Regions from separate parts of the Mus musculus genome. Here region 2 is linked to region 1. The links are chromatin contacts, called in public Micro-C maps. All regions are on one chromosome and are shown on one strand. The core of a region is the stretch at or near the end of the contact, and the rest is flanking DNA. Distances in the headings are between cores, read along the strand shown.

The links. A called contact is a pair of places that touch in the nucleus more often than the background predicts.
Region 2: a contact with region 1 is called in a Micro-C map of embryonic stem cells, with 4 times the contacts expected there. The contact joins the promoter of Tbc1d8 here to the promoter of Npas2 in region 1. A contact is called at or near these places in 1 of 39 promoter capture datasets (embryonic stem cells), 3 of 484 Hi-C or Micro-C datasets (all in embryonic stem cells) and 2 of 9 other capture datasets (adipose tissue and embryonic stem cells).

The regions. Positions count from the first base shown.
Region 1 is chr1:39,191,061-39,196,374 of GRCm38.p6, forward strand. Npas2 (neuronal PAS domain protein 2) reads left to right here and starts at 3,212. Exons shown (of 21, transcript NM_008719.2): 1 at 3,212-3,682.
Region 2 is chr1:39,476,723-39,482,036 of GRCm38.p6, forward strand. It overlaps Tbc1d8 (TBC1 domain family, member 8), which reads right to left and starts at 2,025. Exons shown (of 20, transcript NM_018775.4): 1 at 1,718-2,025. The coding sequence starts at 1,844.

The DNA.
Region 1 (5,314 bases), core at 1,962-4,461:
TCCACCCTATGTAGCTCATGTCTATCTCTGTCTCTCAGATTGTAAACCTCCTGTGTACACAAACCCCTCTCAGTGTTCCACACAGGGCTCTGGAAGGAAGTGTACAGTCAAACGCACGGAGAGAGCAGGAGGCCCTCCTTTGCAATCGGAGGGAGAACACGTTTGTTTGGGGACTACAGTCTCCACTTGACTCAAAGTCCCTCCTGGGTGAGAAGAAACACTCGAGAAGGGGTGAGGCTTGGGATAAGTATGACCACCACATTCACACAGTCTCCATAACAAACAGGAAGAAAGCAGGAAGGCTCCTCACAACCAATAAGAACAGGACAGCTCAAGCACTTGTTACACTGCAGACTTGTGTAATTAGGCCATGTCAAGTTTCTTAAAAGAGATCCCAATGGGTTTTCAAGCTGCCAGAGGGAGTTGGAATCTCTTTCAAAGAAAATTTTAAAACAAGAAAGAAAAAAGAAAGAAAAGGAAGGAAGAGAGAGAGAGAGAGTTCTAAATTCTATATTAAATCTGGTTAGAAACACAATTTCATCTTTATTGGATATTAGTCATAGCCACTGTTTAAAGGCACAGTAAAAGGCTGCTTGCTTAAAGGAAAAGGACAGAAGAACAGAGAGAAAAGTAAAGGAAAATAAAATACTTCCCTCCTCTAGCTGGAAAGGGGAACTCCAAACTAACAAGGGGTCAGTCAACTTTCTCTTTCCTCAAAAGCCTTTGAGTCAGAAACAAGCCTGAGGACGGCAGGGTTTGTAGGATGCTCGGAGTTCTGTGCACGTGCTTATTTTCTCAGAAGGAGAATTAGACAAAAATAATACAAATGGGAAATAAAGAGAATGACCTACTTTACTGGGGAGGGGAGGACCTCTGTGTGAGTGTTTTCATCTAATTGACTGGGTAGGGTTGCATGTCCAAATAAGGCCCCTCTGGTGCAGGTCCAGTTTGCACTGGAGAGGAGAAATCCAGGCCCCAGAACACCATGAGCCAGGACTAAGGCTAGCTCTTGGAACTGAAGCCTCAGAAGCTCCGGAGACCCCTTCTGGACACACACACACACACACACACACACACACACACACACACACACACGCACACGGGGAGGGGAGAGGGGGAGAGGGAAAGGGAGGAGAGGGAAAGGGAGGGGAAGGGAGAGGAAGAGGGAGAGGGGGAGGAAGAGGAAGAGGGAGGAGAGGGAGAGGGAGGGGGAGAGGAAGGGGGAGAAAGAGGGAGGGGGAGGGTGATAGGTAGCCAGGAGCCAATGGGGGCGTTTTCCTTGTCCAGGCCACTTGCTGGAATGTGAGATGTAGAATGACCCAAAGAGAGCTGCCAAGACAGAGCTCTGCCCCAGGAATTGAACTCAAAGGGTGTCAGAAAGCAGGTGGCCTTTGTGCACCTGGCGCGGGGACGTGGCTCCCCTCTTCCGGCTGGTCTAGCCAGGTGCCTGCCTGCCTGCCTGCCGTGATCTCTGGACGCCAGTAGAGGGTTGTTGTGGGTTTGGGTGAAACACGCCACCCCTGAGCTCTTCCGCGGGGCTAGCAATCTCCCCATCACCCCATTCGCGCTCAGAACCCCCTCAGCGAGTCTAACAGCAGGCCTGGTTCCCCGTACCCCGTCTGCACATCTGTCTTGGCTAGGGGTTTGCAGAAGCTTGGGAAAAGGGCTCCCTGTGTTCTTGCGCGCGCCGCTCTCTACAGCTTCTCTTTTTCTTGGATTCTCGCCTGTCTCCTCCCACAGGAAAAAAAAAAAAGGTCACGTATGTTTGGAAAAATATGTAGGTCAGTGGAACATTTCCTGCACTGGTGCAAAAGGAGAGAGGGCAGTGGGGGCGGGGAGGGAGAGGCCCGGCGCTGCTCCTAGGGCGCCTCCTGGCCGCAGCCCCCGACCTGTGGCCCTGGGGTTACAAGGGGACATTTAGCGGGTTCTTGCCGATCCTTGACCCATTTTCCTGACCAGTTAAGCTCGCCCTGGAGGAGGCACCGAGCGTTCCTCCCTAGCAACCGCTGCTATATTCCACGAACAGCGTTCACTCTCACATCCCAGGACCCTTCTTCTCACCTGGTGTTCCCTCACCCACCCACGTCCCCAGTAACCTGAGTCACGGAAGCGCAGAGGCCTGCCCTTAGAGGTCGGCGTGGGCGAGGGGGACAAGACAATCACATTCTAGCAAACACCCCCACCCCGTGACAGCACAGTGGCAGTGGGCACTGAGATGATTCCCATTTACCCGGGGCACGGATTCTTTGCTACCCCCCTAGTGACAACTTTAGCAGGACCCTGGCCGGCAGCTCCTCAAATGTCAAGCTCGCCTCCCCTCTTCCAGGTTCCGCACTAAGCACAGTCTCCCCCTTCCACCGCGCCCAGTCCGGACCAGACTGGCCGGACCCCCACGTCGATACCCCCACACCCCCCTCCCCAAGCAGCCCCGCAGGACTCGCAGAGGCCCTGGGGGCGCACCGGTGTCTGCCCCGCCGAGAGTCGCCGGGGGGTCGCAGGGTCCGCGTCCCTGCGGCACGCGCTGAGTGCGCGGCTCACACTGGGTTTGGACCGTAGGGGGGTGGGGGGAGCGGGTAGCCGCCGGAGCCTGGAGGCTTAAGAGGAAGAGGAGGAGGAGGAGGAGGAAGGGGAGCGGGAGGAGGAGGAGAAAGAGAAGAGGGAGGAGGAGGAGGCGGCAGCGGGGCGGGGAGGTGGCGGCGGTCCCCAGCTCTACGCGCCCAAGAGTTTGCGGCGCGAGCGGCGGGCTTTTCCGCAGGACCCGAGGGACCCGCGCAGCGGCCGCGGAGCCCCGAGACCCCGGCGGCAGCGGCGAGAGCAGCGCCTCCCGCCGCCGCCCGGGAGAAGCTCCCCGAGCCCGCCTGCCGCCCCGGCTCCCCGCGGCGGCGGGAGGCGCGTCTCCCCGGCCCAGTCGGTGCCCGGCCTGGCGGGGCCGCCCCGGCCCGCTCGGAGGTAAGAGGCCACCGCGCTTGGGGACGCACGATCTCGGGTGGGAATACGTGCGCGTGGCTCGCGGCTCTGGTCACCTGCTCGCTAGCGCTGGGGACGCGCGGGGCAGGGAGGGACGCTCGGGCGCGACACCGCGCGAGGCTGCGCAGCGCAGGCACCCGGGGGTTGGGGCGCGGGGAGGTGAGTCCTGCGCACTCCGGGTCCTGCCGCCCTGGGCTTCGGGTCCTGCCAACCGCTGCAGCCAGACAGACGGTGGGCTCCCGGAGCTGCTCGCCAAGAGAGAGGACTAGGCACCCCAAACATCGGGATTCGGGGGTCCTCCGAGGGTGCTAGAGGGGTACTGCGTGCCCGGACAGAAGCTTTCAAGATTGCCCGCTGCCCTTCCAGAGCCCCACCGCAGGCATCCCGAAGCGTAGGGAGCCCGGGACGCCTGGAGAGTGTGGTTGCCTGGCCGGGCCCTTGTGTCACTACGTTCCTGGGTCTGACTTGGCTTAGGGCTGGACTGAAAGCCCAGTCTTTGTGCTTAGACAGCTCTGCGCTCCTGGGACTCCCCGGGTTGGATGCTACAACATTGTTTTAGTGGGAGGTGTGCCCCCTCCCCAAGTAGAGGAGGGGTGCGACCTTGACTTTTCTAAAAAGCCACTTAGGGTGGGAAGCAGGGGGCAGGGACAGGTACCAAGAGGCTCAATTCAAAGCCAGCCTCCCCCCTCTGCCCGCCTCTCCTTAACTGCTTAAGGTAAGAAAGTTTGTTTTCGGCTCTGTGGTTCATAAATAATTAGTAACCAGTTTTGTTGACAAGGCAAGATGGAAACCTTAAGCATACACGCGCATTTCCACCGACTCTAGAATCTCCTAAGGTTAAATCCGGGAGTCTTTAGTTCGTAAAGTTGTAGGCTGTAGCGTTCAACAGGTGTTGCAAGGGTCCTAGAGGCCCCAGCTTAGGGTTTTTTTTTCTCTATCCATTGCGTTAGGATCCGCCCCTAGTTCGCGGTTAGCTTGCTTCTTTACAGGTGAATATTGAGTCGTTATTAACTGCGTCGGCGGAGACAGCTAGTCTGTCTCAATCACTAGAACTCTATTATCCTTAATAGGGTTTTCTTTTATAGGAGGGATTTCCCATTTGGACTTTCCAGGTAGTTAGTCCTGAAGCAGTTCCTGGCAGGACTCAGCTCTGTCAACACCTTCCTGTCTCTCTCTTCACAGAGAAGTCCCCATCCAGCGAACTGGCCAACTAATTATGGCTTGCATGAAAAACGGCCAGCCCTGGAAGGCACCCTTCAGACTCAAGAGCAAATACTGGCTTGATCTTCCTTCCTGCTGCTAAAATTTCTCTGAAGGAAAACGTTGCCAGAAATAACCTCCAATCTCTTTTTAAATAGCCCCTAAATAAATATAATCCTGTTTTTAAAAGAGATATTGCGATCTGGGCCACTATTTTACAAAGCAAATTTTTCGTTACTGACAGATATGAACCAGTTGAGGTACTGGTGTTTCCCAGCAGTCTACTCTTTTGCCATTTCCCCTCAGAAACCCGTACCTCTATTTATTTGGAGGTCATCCCGCTGTGCAGATGTGGAAAAGGTTTTTATTCCAACTACTCCCTAGAGTTACATCTTGAGGGGTAGGAGAGGATATACTCTAGAGAAAGCACATTATTAATAAAATGTTACAACACACGCCCAAGGGTTAAACATGCCTGGAGAATGGAGTGAGACAATTGCAATGAGTGTGTTGAGAGGAAAATTTCCTGGTATGATAGATGTTCACATGGTAGCTGAAGAGATGACCTTTATATAGAAAACAATTGGTGTTTTTTTTTTTTTAACTTACCTAGTTGTTTGTAACAATTTGGTCTCTGCTTTATGTTTCTGGCTGCTTTGTAATAAAAATGTAAAAAACAATGAAATCAGTAAAAACAAATCACAATTTAAATCCATCTTTTGGGAGCGTCTGTCTTAGATCTTGATAACCTATATTAGTAGCTACTTCTCAAGTGCCAATGTCTTCAGGCTAAATTAATACGTAGGTTTCTCTCATACATTCTGGGTATATGATCTATGTGTGTGTGTGTGTGTGTGTGTGTGTGTGTGTCCAGAATTTTCCTTATAGTAAATCCTCAGAAGCCAAAGGGCTAAATCTTCATGCATTTTTAAAACAAGAACACGTGTGCTTTGTCCTGGATGCCAAGAGCCACTGTGAACTTTCCACAGGCTGTTCTGGTTGATCCCACACACACTGCAACGTCTCCCCCAGCAGAGGTCAAATTGTGAAGGGTTTGAAAATAGCCTAGTGAGTCAGTCCTCTTGGCTGCTTTACTCTAACAGTTTAATTGGCTTCATCATAGCAAGTGTCTAATGGAGCTTCACAT
Region 2 (5,314 bases), core at 775-3,274, 280 kb after region 1:
ATATTCACAGGATGGAGACAAAGGAAACACCAGAGAAGTCCAAAGCCATGGCTATCACAACACACCACTGAACTCGTATACAAATGATCTCTGTACATCTGAGTCATAAACTCTCTGAAGCTCACGAAGCACTGATAGGCAGCTCCGCCCTCCACATCTGGATCCTGCTGGATGGAGAATAATCTGAAGACTGCAGGCCCTGACTTACCTGTCCCACTGATTCCTTCCCAAGGCAGTAAGCCCATCAAACACCCCAGAGGCTCAGTGGATTAAGTGGGTGGGTGGGCAGCAGCAAAAGTGTCTGGGGGGGACAAACTGTTTCCCTATTTCCCAGTTTACAAGTCTCCTGTCCTACCGTCACCCTCTGCAACAGATGACTAATACACCAGATACTCTACTTAATCCACCATCAATTAAGCCACCGTCTCCAGTGTTGTACATACACAGCCCTCTCAGGCCACTTGGCCTCTACTGAGCTTTGCAGGATGCTACCAAGTTCTTGTTCTCCAGTCCAACACTAAATTCCATGGTGCTACCCAGGGCCTCACAAAGGGCTCAAAGGCCCCCTTCCTTCTACTGTAACTCTCCCCCCACCCCCACGAAGCCCACCTGCTGCACAAGTTGTCCCTGTTCAGGGGGGTTCGTGGCCACTCAGCTGCCCAGAACGTTCCACTGTCTACTAACCCTTTCAACCAGAATCCTGTGGTCTCCTACCCACTACTGAATTCTCAGGAGAGTCTCGGTTGTCATCGTGGACCCTGACCCCACCCTACACCTGCTAGCTTTTCCTGAAGCTAAAATACATGATTTTAGGTAGAAGCATATTCCTCATTTCTCCAACCAGACTCTGCTCCCAAAGGGCCGTCTCCAGACTGGCCCAGGTGCAGACAGTCACCAGCAATTAACCCGAGCGCACCGTTTAGGTCTGTTGACCCCCTCAGCGACATTCAGTAGAAGGTTATGAAAGGACCATCATCTGAAGTCCCTTTTACCAGAGGTGGCTCCTTAACCAAAGGAATCATTCCAACCCCCTAGGCAAAACACGACAATTCCCCTTCCCTGATTGAGCAGGTGCTCTAGCTAATAACGCGAGCTGATCCCAATCTCTTAACAGCTTTGAGCCATAACTTTTAGAAGGGGAAAATGCCTTGCTTGGAGACAACTTCAAAGCCTATCGTATTTTTGTCCTATCGTTCCACAGAAGACATTGAAAGGAGAAACAAAAGCGGCATGCTTAACTTCGCTACGCAACTATAGTGCCTCAGTTTCCCCTCGAAGCGAAGACAGCCCCCGCCTCCTGGGCCAGAAAGTCCTGGATCTCTAGAACCTCCCGATGATCTGGCCTGAAGTCCGCAGCTGCAACACCACCTGGAGCCACAGCTGCGTCCAGATGGCCAAGTCCGGGCCTGCCTGGGCGCACCCTTCTGTCACCTGGCGGGGCCCTAGGGCGCCCCGATCTCGCTGCCTTGGGGCAAGCTCTAGAAGCTGCGTCTCCAGCGTTCGCGAGCCAGGTCACACCAGATGCACCTGCCTCTCTCGGCCCGTGGGTCCCTGAGCTCCAAGCCCGACCGGAGCTCGCGTGAGAAACGCAGGAAAAAGGAAAACAAGCCATAGGCAGGGCCGTCCTGGCCTCGTCGGCTGCCACCGAGACACCACCTGCGACGCGGCCGGGCGGCAGGGACAGAGGCCGGGCCGGGCCGCCGCGCGCGCCCCTTACCGGTGAGGCGGCCGCCCCCCTCGCCGTGCCCGCGGCGCCGCTGCAAGACGAAGTAGCAGCTGCTCTTCTGGGTCACCCAGAGCTTCAGCGCGTTCTTGAGCAGCACCTCCTCGGGCTTGAGCCACATCGCGGCGAACCTGCCGCGCCTGCGGGTCCCGGTTCACATCGCCCCAGCAGCCGGCCGCACCGGGCCGAGCCCGCTTGGAAGGAGGCGGCGGGAACTGCGCGCGGAGACAGAAGCGGGAGCGCCTGCCGAGCCCCGGAGCGCGGAGACCACAGCTCGCCGGGCTCACCCCGCGCTGCCTGCCGTGGCCCCGCCCCGGCTAGACCCTGCCCACCAGCCGCGGTCCCGCCCACCCCCGAAGCCACGCCCTCCACCCTCCCCGAGGCTCCAGTGGCGCCTCCCTGGTTTCCTAGTCTCTGCGGCTCCCGGCCAGGGTTCCGGAGTGGCGGGAGGAAATCGGAGCCACTGCCAGGTCTCCTCCCTCTAGTCCCGGACGAGTCTCGAATTCCCTCCTTCCCGGTAGGAAGCGAGCAACTGCGCAAGTTGTCTCCACGCTCCTTGTTTAAAAGCTGGAGGAAGGACCTAGGGGGAAAAGACATCTTGTTATCCAAGCTGCAGGTTGCCCAACCCAGAGTCTTAACCTTAAAGAGCACAATGCACGCCAGTAAACTGGAGTGTGTTCAAGTTTCAAATAACCAAAAGCTAACACTGAAAATTGGAGACAATTGTATCTGGATTTTTTTTTAATGCTGCGCTCTTCATTTTTTTTTTAAATTAACACAGAATGCTACATATTTTAGTCCATATATACAGCAAGGAGAGGGTCAGAGAAATTGCTTTCCGTTAATTCAAACATTTACATTTCTTCTTTATTACATTTTATTTATTGGAGGGGGTGGTCACGAGAGACAGTTTGGCGCGTGGAAGTCAGAAGACAACTTTGAGGAGTCAGTCTTGGCTTCCATTATGTGGACCCTGGGAATCCAACTCAGGTCATCAGGCCTGGCAGCAGGAGTCATTCTTGACATCCCCCACTTATTATTTCTCTTACAGAATATTTTTTCATGCTTTTGTAAGGATACAACTGAAGCTATAGGAGAGGTGGCAACGCAGAAACCTGAGTCCAGCAGCAGACCATACTGAACACTGAATGTCTTACAGAGACATAGGACCTAGAAGGCACCACTATGAGACTCACCCCTGCAGGTCCTCTCCGGAAAAAAATAAGGCTCTTGTGTCTATTCTGAGAAAACATTAAAGAAAAAAACAAACCCACTAGAACATGGGAGCAGGTAATAGTAACGAGAAGCCACGGGGCATGTGAGTACAGGGTTTTAAATAAATATTTTCTCTAGGCTAGAGTAGACATGTTAGCTGTCCTTGAAAAAGGCCGAGGGAAAGGGATCCACGTGTTCTCTGTGGGGAGGTGGTTAGATCGGATATCTTAGCCAAAGGGAGGGGAAAGGTTCCCTTAGTCCCTGGGTTTTGACAAAAGGACAAAATGTGGTTGTTAAGTAGGACAGAACTGGAAAGTAGAAGCTGTCCTGGGGGAGGATCAGAAACTGGTCAGATCCAACAGACAGTAGCCCTGTAGAAAGCAAAGTGAGACGGGAGGTTGGGGGATGGGGAGGACGGTGGAGGGGAAAATAAGCAAGTTTTAGAGCCATGTTGTATACAAATGTCACCACGAAGTAAGCCCATTTCTCTGCAGACCAATCAAAAAATACAGAGAGAAAGAAGAGGAAGAAGAAGAAGAAGAAGAAGAAGAAGAAGAAGAAGAAGAAGAAGAAGAAGAAGAAAGAGAGATATTGAGAAAGCTGGTACACTGGCCAGCCACAGGCAACCATCTTCTCAAGAAAACAGAAGTTTATAAGCCACAATCACAGGCTTGGAGCCACACCAGAGTCAGAGGAGTCAGGGATGGGTGGCAAGAAAAGATTCCTTCACGAAACATTCCCAGGCACCCTTTGCTCTCTGAAGCACTTCGGGCCAGAACCATAGAGGTGAATTGGATATTAGTGCTTTTGTGTAACAAGATATTTCCTGGGAAAATGCAACACACATGTCTACTCACCTCAGATACCGATCCCATGACAGACCAAAGTGTGGACGCCACCAAAGTCCAACCTGGTCAACCAATGAGTTTTCTTGGGGTTACTTACAGGAATATGGGTGAGAGGTGACTTACAAGACCAGAAATGACTCAAAGACAGCTGCCTCACCAAAACCCACACCAGCATGAGTGACAGCTCACAAAGCTGGGAACCAGAAACACAGTGCACAGCCTGAGGGCAGGAGAGTGTCCTTTCTAGGTACCTCGGTTGGTCTACACTCTTCCAGGCAGATGGGCTGGCTGGTTTTTGCTTCTTCCAGGGAACTAGCTGGTCTGGGCTTAAGAGTCTTCTTTGTGGCCTTGCTCTACTGCATCTGAGAGGGACTCTTGGCTTTTATTGTTACTCTGGCAGGAAAGGGTAGCTGGCAGGGGTGGGGGGTGGGGGTGGGGGTGGAACCGGGTGGTGTGACTCTAGCCGGTTTCAGGGCCTTCCTGAGGCTATTTGTTTACCTTCCTGCTTAAGGAGCTTCCCTGTAGGATGGAATTTTTTTTTTAAAGATTTATTTATTATATGTAAGTACACTGTAGCTGTCTTCAGACACACCAGAAGAGGGCGTCAGATCTTGTTACGGATGGTTGTGAGCCACCATGTGGTTGCTGGGATTTGAACTCCGGACCTTTGGAAGAGCAGTCGGGTGCTCTTACCCACTGAGCCATCTCACCAGCCCCAGGATGGAATATTTTAATCTTGGTGGAAACTATTATACACCTGCCCTAGAGATTCACAGATGGGAAAACAGACACAGAAAATTGACGTGGGCTGAAGATATGGGGATGCACAAATGGAATCTTCAGGTGCTGGAGAAACAGGTTGAGAAAGCTCTAGAGAACACCTTTTGCTAGACTAGAGCTTTAAAAAAAAAAAAAAAACACATAGGCTTGCCACAAAGTCAAGGCTAAAGGCTCCTGGCTGCCTTGGCCTCTAGAGCTGTGAGGCACATTTCTAGTCTTTATAAATTATTCACTCTGTGGTATTCTGTGATAGCAGCAAAAAACAGATGGACCTGCTACACACACCCAGTGAATTATCAGTGGTTCTGATTGAATGTTAAATCTCCTGACCCATCCACAGTCACTCAGGTTGCAATTATTTAGCGCTTCCCCGTCAAATGTTAAAAGCAAGAGAAGTAGGGGCTGGAAAGGTGGCTCAGTGGTTAGAAGCAAGACTACTGTTCTTGCTGTCTGGTTGCCAGCACTCAGACAGCTCCAGGGATCCAGCAGTCTCTTCTGGCCTCTAGGCACTGCACTCCCATGAACAAACCCACAGAGACACGCGTGATTTAAAACATTTTTTACTCTTTAACTTGACTCGAGGGGAGCAGAGAGAAGCTCCTGGGGCTTACCTCTCCTCCCATTTCTGAGTCTCCTGCCTCTGCCTTTCACCACCACCTATGTCAGAGAGGAGCCAATAGAAGGCAGAAACACTCAGAGGGCGCTCTAAGGAGCTCAGCCTTCCAGACACAGAACAAGGAAGGAGATC